Regions from separate parts of the Zea mays genome. Here all the other regions are linked to region 2. The links are chromatin contacts, called in public Hi-C maps. All regions are on one chromosome and are shown on one strand. Each heading gives the region's core, a stretch centred on a gene start, on an enhancer-like site or on the middle of the called end of the contact. The rest is flanking DNA. Distances are from core to core; before and after follow the strand shown.

Region 1 (4,181 bases), core at 681-3,180, 330 kb before region 2:
AAGACAATTTTGTCATTAAGGACTAAAGATCACAAGTTTGGTAAATGGTCTCCGAGTTGGGAAGCGCCTTATAATATTGTGTAGGTAATTTATGGTAATGCATACATGTTGGAGACATTACTAGGAGATAAGTTACCTAAAACATTGAATGGTCGTTTCCTAAAACAATACAATCCCAGTATGTGGCAGGATGCTTAGAAAGCAGGTATTCTCACATTATGTTGTACTTTTAGAAAATATGTAAGGGACCAAGTGTTTTTAGCTCACCAAACTCCACCAAAAGTTAAGGAGCATCTGTTGAGCACCAAATTTGGCACTTGGACAACCGAATGGTCTGGTCATGTGGCCTAGGCGGTTCGGTATGGCAGCTTGAACGGTCTGCGATCAGATTAATTTAGGCTAGAGTCCTTATCCCGTGCGTGGATACCCTAACAAACTCATATGAACTGTTGCATTTCGTCTAGAAATGGGTCCATACCTTCCACTATATGTATGAAGGGGTATGACATATTGAAACACACATCAGCCAAACCAAAATCCAGATTTTTTTCTTATTTATATTACGCATTAGTTGTTCAGTTTTCCAATCTCCAATATTTACCTCCTTCGACTCTACGTCATTTAGAGGAGCTTTGGATGACCTGTCGATGCCAAAGCAACCCAAGATCTTTTCTCCCCAATGAGGTCCCTCCTGAAACGAGAGATCTTAGTTTTATCAAAGTTCTTTGCGCACATTACGAATGGTTTGTCGCCTAAAAACCGACGTTCCAGCTACCTAGTACGAATGGTCCACACTCCTGCAGCAAGGACCCCAAGATCATACACGCGGACAGGCATAAGGTTCTTTTGGTGTTTGGCCCAAAGAACATTAATAGGAATATAGAGAAGAAACATAGAACGTTGTCGGTCTTAGGGCACGTACAACGCTATTAATTAGAGGGTCTCTTGAGGGTTTTAAGGAGGTAAGCAAAAAATCAAACAAAGAGTTTTTACACGATTCGCTATATATTTTCAGCTTATTCGTTTGGCTTTAGTTCGTACCGTTTTCTACTGTTTTTACAGTATTTTGTTTCTATAAATATTTTGTTTCTATAAATTACAGTCATAGTAGTTCAAAAAGATGGCTTTAATTCAAAGTGAATAACTCAACTATCTATTAAATCTAGAAACTTAGATTGCATTTTGTAGTTGTCTCTTTCTCGAAAACCAAACCGGGATCCGTACATGCACTTAAGCGGTTATACCTGAGGCTATCCGCAACCGTTATCCCTAAATTTTTCCCCTATTTTTTCATCTTCCGTAGCGGTTCTCCCTAAATACTTCCCTTATACCCCACTACAACTATAAAATATCATTTTCTATATCAACTATCAAATTTTTATCTACTAACAATTACTCGTGGACCAACAGCATAGTGTTTAGGGGATGAATAGTGACACGCTAGATCTGGGGGAAAGAGAAGAGGGCCGGCACGTAGGGGCGCTGTAGGGACACCGCTGCGGCCGTAGAGTATCCCTTACAGACGACATGCAAGGGGCGGGGGCTGCCCAGGGGCAGCGTTACCGTTAGTCTGAGGCAATATATGGAGCAGCCCAAATTGAGATCCATTGATATGATAAATAAATAAATAAATAACATCACGAGAAGACGGTACAAACGGTGGAGTGACCGATCGAGAATGGCAAAAAGAAAAGAAAAAAAAAACACGTATCTAAAACGTGCAAGCAAAGGCCACTTCTACTTCTAGAGGGTCATGGCATGGGGCATGGATGGACTGGTGCGTGTGATCCTGATCTTGCCGAGTGCAATCGAGATCCGTGCCAGCCCGTCCATACTGCGGTGGCGTGGCGGTGACGTGCCGGCGCGGCGCCGATAAGAGGTTGAGAGAGAGGGAAAAAAAGAACAATCAATTCTCCAGACCCTCCCCGGCAACCGCGTCCGGCCGTCCGCTTCCGTCTCCTTGGATAACCACGACGCCCGCCGGCAAGCGAAAGCGAAGCGAGCCAACCCAGCCATGGAGAAGGCGATCGATCGGCAGCGGGTCCTCCTGGCGCACCTCCTCCCCTCCCCCTCCGCCGCCTCCTCGCAGCCTCAGCTTGCGGTGAGCGTCCCGATCTGCTGCTCTGTTCATCCCTCTCATTCTCACGGACTGGATCGGATCCGATCGAATTGGGTTGGCTGATCGATTCCCTGCTGCGTCTGTGTGACGGTGCAGGCGTCGGCGTGCGCGGCCGGGGACAGCGCCGCCTACCAGAGGTCCTCCTCCTTCGGGGACGATGTCGTCGTCGTCGCGTAAGCCTCCCTCCCTCTTGCCTCCAACGGTTCCTCCCCTCTCTCTCTCTCTCCGATATACTCTTTTCTTCCTTTTCTGTTCCTTTCCTCCTTATGTGATCCTGCTCGATAACTTAATTCAGGCCTGGTTCGGCCTCGGCGACGGGGAAACTCAACGAATTAACTAACCTGCTTATATTTATTATTAATTAATTACCTTGTACTGTAACATACGTACTACTAGGCTATCACCCAAGCCGACTTAATTTACGATTGATAGTCATAGCGTCAACCGTCAAGGAAACCACGCACAGATGCACATCCAAGCTAGTCAAATCTGTTTGAATTCGGTTCGACAAAAAAGAAAAGAACCTTCGAAGTCGACCTACGTGTGCATTCCTTTTGTGTGAGGGAATCACTAGCTAGGCTCTGCTGTTTTAGTGCTCGCACCATCACTGTATCTACCGAAGAAATAATGCGTACGGCGTGCGTGTCACTGCAGTGCCTACAGGACGCCGATATGCAAGGCCAAGCGAGGAGGCTTCAAGGACACCTACCCAGAGGACCTCCTCACTGTTGTTCTCAAGGTTCCCTTCCCTTCCCTTTTGTTGTCTTTTAATTTCTCTCTCTCTGCTCCCATTTCACATCAAGTGGCTCACCATGCTTGACAATCATGCGTGAGACGGTGAGAGTTCCCATCGCAACCGACTTGAACGCACTCATCGGTTCTGTTACCTTTGTGTTTCCCTTCCGTCCAGGCTGTTCTGGACAACACTAGAATCAATCCAGCTGACATCGGTGACATCGTCGTTGGGACGGTGCTTGGCCCTGGTTCCCAGCGTGCAAACGAGTGCAGGATGGCTGCGTTGTTTGCTGGATTCCCTGGTAACTGATAACTGTTGTTTACGATCATGCATGCTACCTAATATGAAGAAGACGATCCTATCTTCTGGTGGACAAAAAAAGAAGAGATAATGATGCATCCCATGATGATGTTGTTGTTGCAGAAACCGTCCCTGTTAGAACTGTCAACCGCCAGTGTTCATCTGGGCTACAGGCAGTAGCTGATGTCGCAGCTGCTATAAAGGCTGGTTACTATGACATAGGTACTTAGTATCTGAATATACATGCTACTTTCGCTCTTGTGCTTTAGTTTGGCTGCTGAATCGCTGCTCTCCCTCTAAACAGGGATTGGTGCTGGTTTGGAATCCATGTCCATAAATTCCATTGCTTGGGAAGGACAAGTTAACCCAAAAGTAAGGATTATAACCACAATGTAAATTGAAATAGTTTTTTCCTTTTTACACAAAAAGGAAACTCTCGTAACACATTTTTCTCTCTCCTTGCAGATAAGCGCATTCCAGAAAGCACAGGATTGTCTTCTGCCCATGGGAATTACTTCTGAAAATGTTGCCCATCGATATGGTGTAACCAGGCAAGAGCAAGATCAGGCCGCCGTGAGTTCCTCATTAAGCATCGACTGTATGAATTAATTATCTGGGGTTTTCCGGTTAATATAACAACTAAAGCTTTTTTTTGTCAGGCTGAGTCTCATAGGAGAGCTGCTGCAGCCACGGCCTCTGGAAAATTCAAGGATGAGATCGTCCCCGTGCCAACAAAGGTAAGATGGATTGAAACTCTTCTCCCCCCTCCCCCCACTTCTTTCAAGTAGAAACTAGCAACCACTTTAGTTAAAGTAGTTTGTAACTATGTCAACTTATACAAGTAACTAATGTGCTTGTTGTCTGACCAAATTATCAATCTGGTTACCTAGGAACAGAAGAGTTCTTTGATATGTATTATTTCGAGCGTTTGCTAACACTCCATATTCTGCAGATCGTTGATCCTAAAACTGGAGAGGAGAAGGAAGTTGTGATATCAGTTGATGATGGGATTAGGCCAGGGACCAC
Region 2 (4,079 bases), core at 933-3,432:
AAGAACATAATTGCGGAGGACGTAAACCATACCAACATCAAACTTTTTATTGTCGATGTCAATGCCAATAACTCGAGAAGCACCAGCAGCTTTTGCTCCCTCAGCAACCTAAAGGAGAAACTCAGAAGTCAAAATCCTACCCACTAACTCAGGTTTATGACAATGACCTAATAAGAGAAACTTACTGCAAGTCCAACTGTTCCAAGGCCAAAAACAGCAACAACTGAGCCAGATTCAACCTTTGCAGTATTCCACACCGCTCCAAGACCTGGATGATTAAACTTTGTCAGATGTATGGACTATGGACAAACTAAATACCACTTATTATAGGAAAATATTTAGAGGATAACGAGAAAAGATATGTATAAGTGTGAAGCTGCTAAACATGTTGTCAGTAGTTCAATCAGTGTAGCAGGCTAGCAGCAGTATGGTTTTTCATAATCAATTCATTTCACAGAATAAAAACAGGGATTTTTGCGTCATCACAAAGACACAAAAAGAAATGGCATGCGAGTTTCTGCATGAGATTAAAACCACCAACTTTTTGCTAGTTGCATGGATCATGAACAAATGTAAGAATGTCTTCGTGATTGTGCATGTTAAGAAAATATTGGTGCTAACTATTGCAGTTTAGGCATAAACAATGAGAGAGAAACATTGGTAGTAATAAAGTATACAGCAATACACCGAGGCAGACAAATATATAAGTATCACATGCAAAGATACTTAGCACTAAGCCACACAACAATATGTATGACAGGATAACTGTCCTGACTCCTGAGGATCAAGGAATCCTCAAAACAATGCGGACAAATATGTGTCCTGAATTAGCAATTTATATCCTAAATATAAAAGCAAGTAAACATACATGAAAAGAACATACCAGTAGGAACACCACAACCGAGCAGGCAGACTTTATCTAAGGGTGCCTGTGGGTTGATCTTTGCAACACTGACATCATGCACCACAGTGTACTGGCTGAATGTTGATGTCCCCATGAAATGGTAAATGGGCTTTCCATTTACAGAGAACCTGCTCTTCATATCATTCATCATGACACCTACGCCTGTGGCACTCCGGACCTTACCACAGAGGTTGGTCTTTCCGCTCTTGCAAAACTTGCATTCTTTGCATTCTGCTTGGTAGCAAGGAATGACATGATCCCCAGGCTGCACATCAGTTACTCCTTCACCGACACTTTCCACAATTCTATTAAGACAAGTAAAAGAAAAATTGTCCATCACAGCCCAACGATGAATTACTTCGTGTATAGAACTGAAGCAAATACACACACACTTATTACCCGGCAGCTTCGTGGCCAAGAATGCAAGGGAAAAGACCCTCAGGATCCTGCATAGAAAACGGAGGTATTAATATCGTTCTAGTGTTCTAACATGACCACATGGTCAACTAAATAATACCTACTATAATTGCACAGCATGTGTCTAACTAACAATACCAAGTTTCAGCAATATTCTTACGTTACAGCTGATGGCACCATCCCCTGTTAGTGAGGGAAAGTAGGAAAAAGTCTTACAGTGCGCCATCAAATCCTTGTATTTGTTTAGAATCATTATTTTATCAACCAGTCTATAAAACTCTAGGAACATAGCCACAAGATGAAGTGACAAAAATACGACCAAAACGCCAAATTATATCAGAACAGCGACTGTCCATCAGCGTCAGGATTGCCATTTGCCAATGGCTACTACACCCACCAGAGTGAGTGACCATTTCGTAGAATTTCAAGAACCCTAGATTGGAAGAAAAAAAACCAAACGAGCATGAGTAAGTTAGGAGAACAAGACAACACCTTGCCGCTCCAGGTGTAGTGGTCGGTGTGGCAGAGCGCGGTGAATAGGATCTTGACGCGGACCTCGCCGGCCTGCGGCGGCGCCACCTGCACGTCCTCGATCACGAGTGGCTTGTTCGGCTCGTACGCCACCGCCGCTGCACGCACAGACCAGCCATGAACCCCCTCACGCCAGATCAAATCGAACGTCGTACGAACAACGAACAATACAAGGAAACTGCTACCCCTACCGATGCGAAGAAGCAGGAGCACACAAGATCAAGCAGGTTACCTTTGCAGGTGATGACCTGGCCCTGGGTGGGGGAAGCCATTGCTTCCTGGGGGAGTAGGGGTTTGGGAGGTGGACGCGCTGGACGGAGCAGTGGAGAGATGTGGCTGTGAGGTCCCCGGGGATATAGCGAGAGGGGAGAAGAAGAGCAGCCGGCGGAGCAGGTGGAGGATGAACTGGACTGGGCCCGCTCTGGACTTGGGCTTCCAAAAAAAAATACCGAATCGGGCTCCCCACATTATTGGGACATGGCCACCTTGGCAGATCAGTATGAGATTCGTATAGAGAATTTTATTTCTTTCTTTTAAGTAACGAAAAAGAAAAGAGATTCACGCGGAACATAATTAATTAAGGATACGTGGTACCCAGCTTTGGATTAAAAAAAGATACCGTCAACTCTTGCTTCATGCGTGGTTTCTTGTTTTTGAGCTTGCAGATTCATAGGAAAGATCATGCTCTTCCTCGCGAAAAAAAAACCATGCAGAATATATACTCATTCATCATACTTAATTATGATGGTAAGAACGATTTTTTTCAGTTTTGATGAGTAACAGCAGTACCACACTCCGAAAGCACAATTTTGAATACAAGCAGTTCCCTGTTGCGTTCACTAACAATTTGTTCTTCAGTCAGTCCCAGGCTGACTTCCATGTTTGCTTCAATATCTCCACCGATTATTTTATCCGTAATCACAAACAATTGGCTCTTTATTTTTATACAGAACATTGCATGCACTGATACACACAAGGTCCCAGTGTATGCAATTCCCTATGAACGTTTGCCTCATTGGAGCATAGAAAGGCAAGGCATGAGGTCCACAACTTCAGCGAGTGCCTGTCAGTTACTCCGATTTGTTCTCAGAGTTAATCTGCTGGGCTAGCAACAGCAGCCCAAAAGCCGCGAATAAGGATAGGCCGGTAGATGTGTAGCCAAGAACAAGCAGTGCGGTCTTGAGCGACTGTTTTTGGAAGAAAAAGGTACGGAAGAAGTTAGCTGGAAGGTCGAATAGAACTCACAAGTTAACTGAACTTTGTAATATTCAGGTAAGCTATGTTTTATTACCTTGGCCAACTGCAGTGCATTGTCATTTGTGTATTGCGTTGTATTGTCAGGAATACTTTGCACGCCTCGTGCTAGTTGCCATGAGATTAATCTGGATCAAGTAACAAGTGTCAGATCAGATGTATTTACTTTCTAATATCACAGATGCGCTAAACCAAACAGTATGACAGTCCAATGATAACACAAAATTATGTGGAGGTGAATTCTTTACAGAAAGAAATGGGTTGACCAGCGTTTGAACTTTGAACCTCGTTTCGATGCCAGGGGGCAATTCTACCCTCTAACCGTGACAAGAAAACAGAAGGGAAAATGTAGCCCAATTCTACCCTCTACCAATCAAGGGCACAGCTAGGTTATCCATTTGATAAATGGTGTTAACTAGTTGCAGATAACTTTGGAGAATCTTTTGACGACAAATCACAAATCATGTTGGCATAAACTATGTAGCCACATGAAGTGAAGCATCAACTTCATACCACGCATCTATTGTATTTCCATATGTATTCACATGCATACTTGAGAATTAACCGATATCAATCTAGTGAAACCAAATTATACTTTCAGAATATGAAATTTTGTGTTAGTTTGAATGTTACCCAAAAATTGCCGCTACTGCAGAACCGATAGTGGCACTTTGAGCAGTCACTCCGAACTCAAGTTCTCCAAACTGGCAGGAGCAAAGGACGAGACTTAAACCATGTTCACAGCTCACATAAGGGTCATTAAAGTGTTTAGAAGCAATTACCTTTAGTCTCCTTTTTTCTTTCATAGCCTGAACATCAGATTGAACCACTGGGTGTTTCGATAGCAGCTTACCATTCTTGATCATTGTTTCAGCAATCTACAAAATCATGTTACATTTGCACATGCCCTGTGGTTTAATCTCTTGACAATAGCCGATAAAAGGTAAATTAGCAATGATGCAGAGAAAAAATG
Region 3 (4,473 bases), core at 1,683-4,182, 400 kb after region 2:
CGCGAGGATCCGTCTTATTTGCAAAAAGGAAGCAGAATTGTGTTACCGTGTTCTAGCCAAATTAAATCGCACAGCACTGTTTTATTAGACTAATAGAGTGTTTCATTCCAATCCATGGTGGATTCTTGAAGCGCAATCAAGAAGAGGAGGAAGCGGTGTGCGATCAGCCGTAGAATTGTGGTATGCACTGGTGCTTTCTGAACTTATATATATATATATATACACATATATATATGCTCTCGGATGCATGCATGGAATGAAAACAAGGCGTGCACGAGTTAAATTCAGACTCACACTGCAATAACAGACTTATTAAACTATGAACATGATACCAATCGCGTGGCTCCTGCTGCTGTCCTGCAACCTCAAACAGCCAATCATGAGCCTAAACATGGGCCCGGCCGCCGTACCAAGAGGCCAAGCATACAATATTTCAACACCAGCAAGACGCAGTGGGTTGAAGCATTCAGGGTCGTCGTCGTCGATCAGAGTGGCCGTTTCTCTTTTCTCTCTCTCTCTTATTCGTGCAAGCATTGACCAATAGGGGATGGGATGGCTTAGCAGGAGAGAGAGAGAGCACTAATTGCTGCAACCATGCAATGATCTTTCAATTCTGGGAAAAAAAAAGGGAGGCCTCTCAGCCTCTCTTTCGTCCTGGGTCACATTTGTTTGTGCTTGAGTGGACACTCATGAAAAATGGCGGTATCAGCAGGAGGCAGCAACAAGCACAGCTAAAGGCAGGGGGGCTAAAGGGGCTTTATTTTCGCCATGCGTTCCTGCTGAGGAGCATTTGGCCCTGGAAAAGGATGCGTTGCCCAGTGTCTTGCAACGTTGGTGGCTTGGTGAGGTTGCTTCAGAATTGTTTAAGCTATCTATACAAGGCTCCGACTCTGATCCTCAGTCAGCCACCTTGAACCTTGCTTTTCTCCGTGTTGTGCTCAGTGACTAGGTTTCATGAAACCAGTGCAGGATGAAAAATTCCAGCGGAGAACAGGAGCAAGAAATGGTGCGTGTCATGCTTGTGCCAGTGTGCCGTGTATGCATGCACATTGGACACTTGGCTGACGGCCAGTTTTTTTAGTTTATCTTTACAATTTCACATCAGAACTATTACCATCTTTGGATCTGGCCATCGGCCCTATAACCTATAACACCGAGGTATTTCATCATAAACCCGATATGACGCCGACCTCGACGCCATGGTCTGAGCTCCAATTTCAACGGCCTCAGCCATTTTTTTAGCCAAGACGTATCTCATTTGTTTCCAGTTTCTCTCCCTCTTCCTAATTCTTCTAGTCTTCTCTAATATATTGATTTAATTTTGAAAACTGTTGAATTTAAAATATCTTGTACATCAAAGTATGCCTCCTTAATTTATATGCATTGATTCTGATGCTTGGATGTATGAGGTTGTTGCTGAATTGGAGGCTGAATTCTATATTCAGGAAGAAAATGGGGTGTAGGAAGGTGCACTAAGAAACTCGGAATTTTAATTGGGTGTGTGTGTGTGCGGACCATCCGCGCTACTGTCGCGGACTGTACTGATTGCGGACCGTTCGGCCTTAGGACCGGACTGTCCGCTCTGCCTATTTTGATGCTCAACACATAGGTCGTTCGACTGAGTTATATGGGTTTTCGATCGAGATACCGATTCAGGTACAATTATTAGATTTTAAGTTGAAACCGCAGATAAGATATTTTTCCCGTTTTATCTTTGTTTTATGTTCGTCCCCTCGCCACCGTGCATGCATACGCGATGTCTGGATCGTTCGTTAGCATCCCCATCCTGGTCTGCGCTCACTGCAGTAGTATGTCGTGCTTTCGGTTGCGGGACGCTGCAACACATCAGCAGTCAGAACACTCGCTCGTCGTCCAGCGTCGTGTCACCATCCGGGTTGTTGGCATACTACTCCTCCGCGATCCGCTTTTTCACCCTCTTGCTCGTGCTCGCATCCGCATCCGCCGACCACACACACATGCACGCTAAAACCCGTGCGAAACGCAAAAATAATTTTAATCTAATCCCACGAGCTAACTAACGGTTAATGAAGCTCAGTCATAGTAGTTTCTGCGAAGAGGACTCAGGTGCGCGTGCGCATGCTGTCGCGGCGTCACCGCCACGTCAGAGCCTCGCCTCGCCGCCGGTGTGGGCGGCTGCATGCACGCACCAGGCACCACCGCACCACCAGCACCTGGTACCTCCTCTCTGATTGTGCTGGTCCTAGCTCACCGCACTAGTTAACAGGCGTTGCTTAACTTTGATAAACAAGATATAAGATGAGCACGCTGCTGATGACGACGATGAGCCAGAAGCCAGCAGCTAGCAGTTGCAGGCGTTGCGTAGAGACCAGACCAGACTCGAGAGCCCGGCCGGCCCTGCTGAATTCCTGGGACGCAAACGCAATGGCTAAGAGGCAAACGCAGTCCCAGACTTCTCGCGATGCCCAATGCATGCCATGCCATCCATGGATCCGCGCGCGCCTGTCTTTTCGCCAGAAAGATGGCGCGGAACGCACAACCGAAAGCCCCCGCCCCCCGGCCACTTTCCTTTCTTATGCCAACAAGCAAAATAAAAGCACCCATCAACTCACAGCACGCAATTCATCACTATCGATACATGTGTATCTGTATTTTCAGCGGCGTACGGTATCTCTATCTATAGTTACGCATTGCCTTGGACACCAGCATTTTTTTTTAAAAAAAAATATTTATATGTATTGTTTTTTTTTTTACATGCATATGTCATGTGTGTGTGTGAGTGAGAGAGATAGAGAGAGTGATTGAGGGCATTGTGGGAGCATGCGCAGCATGAATAATGAACTGCAAGTGCAAGCTCGATCTCCACTAGATCGAAGCAGCGCAACACGCATCCAGAATGCACATTCCACCAGTTTCTTTCTTTCTTTCTTTGCACTGCACTGCTGCTCGCCTTTATTTAATTTCTCCCCTGCATCGACCTAATATTGTTATCCCCTGGCTGGCTGGGCTAGGCTAGCCTAGCAGGTACGTAGGCTGCCCTCGCAGCACCACGCACAGGCGCACTAGCTCTCTCTCTTAGCGAGCGGCAAACCACTCTTCTTCCTCCTCCATATCCATCTCCACCTATATAAGCCGCGCGCCAGGCAGGGTTGCTTCCGCCACCACTCCTACATACCGGTCCCTGTCCCTGTCGACCCCTCGAGGCGGATCCCACGATGGTGAAGTTCTCGCGGGAGTACGAGGCCAGCATCATCCCCGAGTGGAAGGCCGCCTTCGTCGACTACAAGGGCCTCAAGAAGCTCGTCAAGAGGATCAAGATCGCCCGCCGCGACCGCGCTGCCCGTAGTACCAGCAACGACCACGACGACGCCACCACCACCACCTATGGCTTCTCCGTCCTCGACCCCGTCCGCGCCCTCGCCTCCCACTTCAACAACGCCACGCCCCCGGCCTCGCCAGTACGTCGTCGCCGTCGCCCTTAGCTTCTCTCTCGCTCGCCCCAGCCGCCCGGCGCTCGCTTGTGCTACATACTGTTCGTTGTTGTGTCGGTCGTGCTCGTGTACGTACGTACGTACGTCGTCGCCGCCGCAGACCGACCGGTCGTCGAGTGTTTCTGACGCGTCCGGCCGCTTGCGTTGCGCGCAGGAGGGCGGCAGCGACGACGCCTTGAGGAGCTTGGAATCGGATTCAGGGGAGCTCGTGAGAGCCACGGACAAGCATGTATGCAGTGCTCGCCCTTGATCTCCATGGATCGATCATCTAGCTACTACTACAGTCGTAATATTCATTATTAGTACTATCATTCTATATTTAATTAGCTGTTATGGATTGAACAAAGTAGGACAGGGAAAAACAAAGAAAGAAAGAAAGAAAGTTACAGTAACTACACACGGCTAGCTAGCTTGTTAATTGTTTACCCATGTCATGTCGTACATATACTTATGCGCATGCAGGAGCAAGAGTTTGTGGAGAGGGCGGACGAGGAGCTGGAGAAGGTGAACAAGTTCTACGCGGCGCAGGAGGCGGACATGCTGGCGCGCGGCGACGCGCTCATCGAGCAGCTCCGCATCCTGGCGGACGTCAAGCGGATCCTCGCCGACCACGCGGCGGCGTCGTCCCGGCGCGGCCGCGCGCGGCTCGCCCGGACCGGCGGGAACTCGTCGCCGCCGTCCGTGGACGGCTCCAACAGCGGCCGGCACCTCCTCTCTTCTCCCTTCGTGGCCTCGTCGCCGCAGTCCATGTCAGGTAGCTAGCTAGATAGACACGTCTGCACTGCACACCGGCCGGCAGGCACGTCCATGTCCATCACATGAACCCCACCCGCCCTTTTTTTTAATTTACGTACTGCTGATCGCATGCATATGCATGCCGGCACGCACGTGGCGTGCGTGACTGCTGCTGACATGGCATGCATGCATGTCCGCATGCAGACGGGAGCGTGCAGCTGCAGCAGGCGCGCGTGGCGGAGGGCGCGGCTGTGGCGGAGGAGGTGAT

What was found. A called contact is a pair of places that touch in the nucleus more often than the background predicts.
Region 1: a contact with region 2 is called in a Hi-C map of ear, with 2.7 times the contacts expected there. The contact joins the promoter of LOC100192501 here to the promoter of LOC542459 in region 2. A contact is called at or near these places in 2 of 25 Hi-C or Micro-C datasets (ear and tassel).
Region 3: a Hi-C map of tassel shows a contact between it and region 2, with 2.1 times the contacts expected there. The contact joins the promoter of LOC103627883 here to the promoter of LOC542459 in region 2. A contact is called at or near these places in 3 of 25 Hi-C or Micro-C datasets (bundle sheath, ear and tassel).

Annotation. Positions count from the first base shown.
Region 1 is chr5:224,210,646-224,214,826 of Zm-B73-REFERENCE-NAM-5.0, reverse strand. LOC100192501 (acetyl-CoA C-acyltransferase-like protein) reads left to right here and starts at 1,930. Exons shown (of 14, transcript NM_001137721.1): 1 at 1,930-2,101; 2 at 2,216-2,292; 3 at 2,774-2,858; 4 at 3,030-3,156; 5 at 3,279-3,377; 6 at 3,460-3,527; 7 at 3,621-3,728; 8 at 3,815-3,892; 9 at 4,108-4,181. The coding sequence starts at 2,015.
Region 2 is chr5:223,883,151-223,887,229 of Zm-B73-REFERENCE-NAM-5.0, reverse strand. It overlaps LOC542459 (formaldehyde dehydrogenase homolog 1), which reads right to left and starts at 2,182. Exons shown (of 9, transcript NM_001112015.2): 1 at 2,085-2,182; 2 at 1,814-1,950; 3 at 1,304-1,350; 4 at 884-1,209; 5 at 186-268; 6 at 33-108. The coding sequence starts at 2,124. LOC100274347 reads right to left here. Exons shown (of 9, transcript NM_001365845.1): 6 at 3,889-3,984; 7 at 3,740-3,810; 8 at 3,144-3,234; 9 at 2,549-3,039. The coding sequence ends at 2,923.
Region 3 is chr5:223,480,533-223,485,005 of Zm-B73-REFERENCE-NAM-5.0, reverse strand. It overlaps LOC103627883 (phosphate transporter PHO1-2), which reads left to right and starts at 2,932. Exons shown (of 15, transcript XM_008648190.2): 1 at 2,932-3,437; 2 at 3,625-3,699; 3 at 3,933-4,224; 4 at 4,410-4,473. The coding sequence starts at 3,195.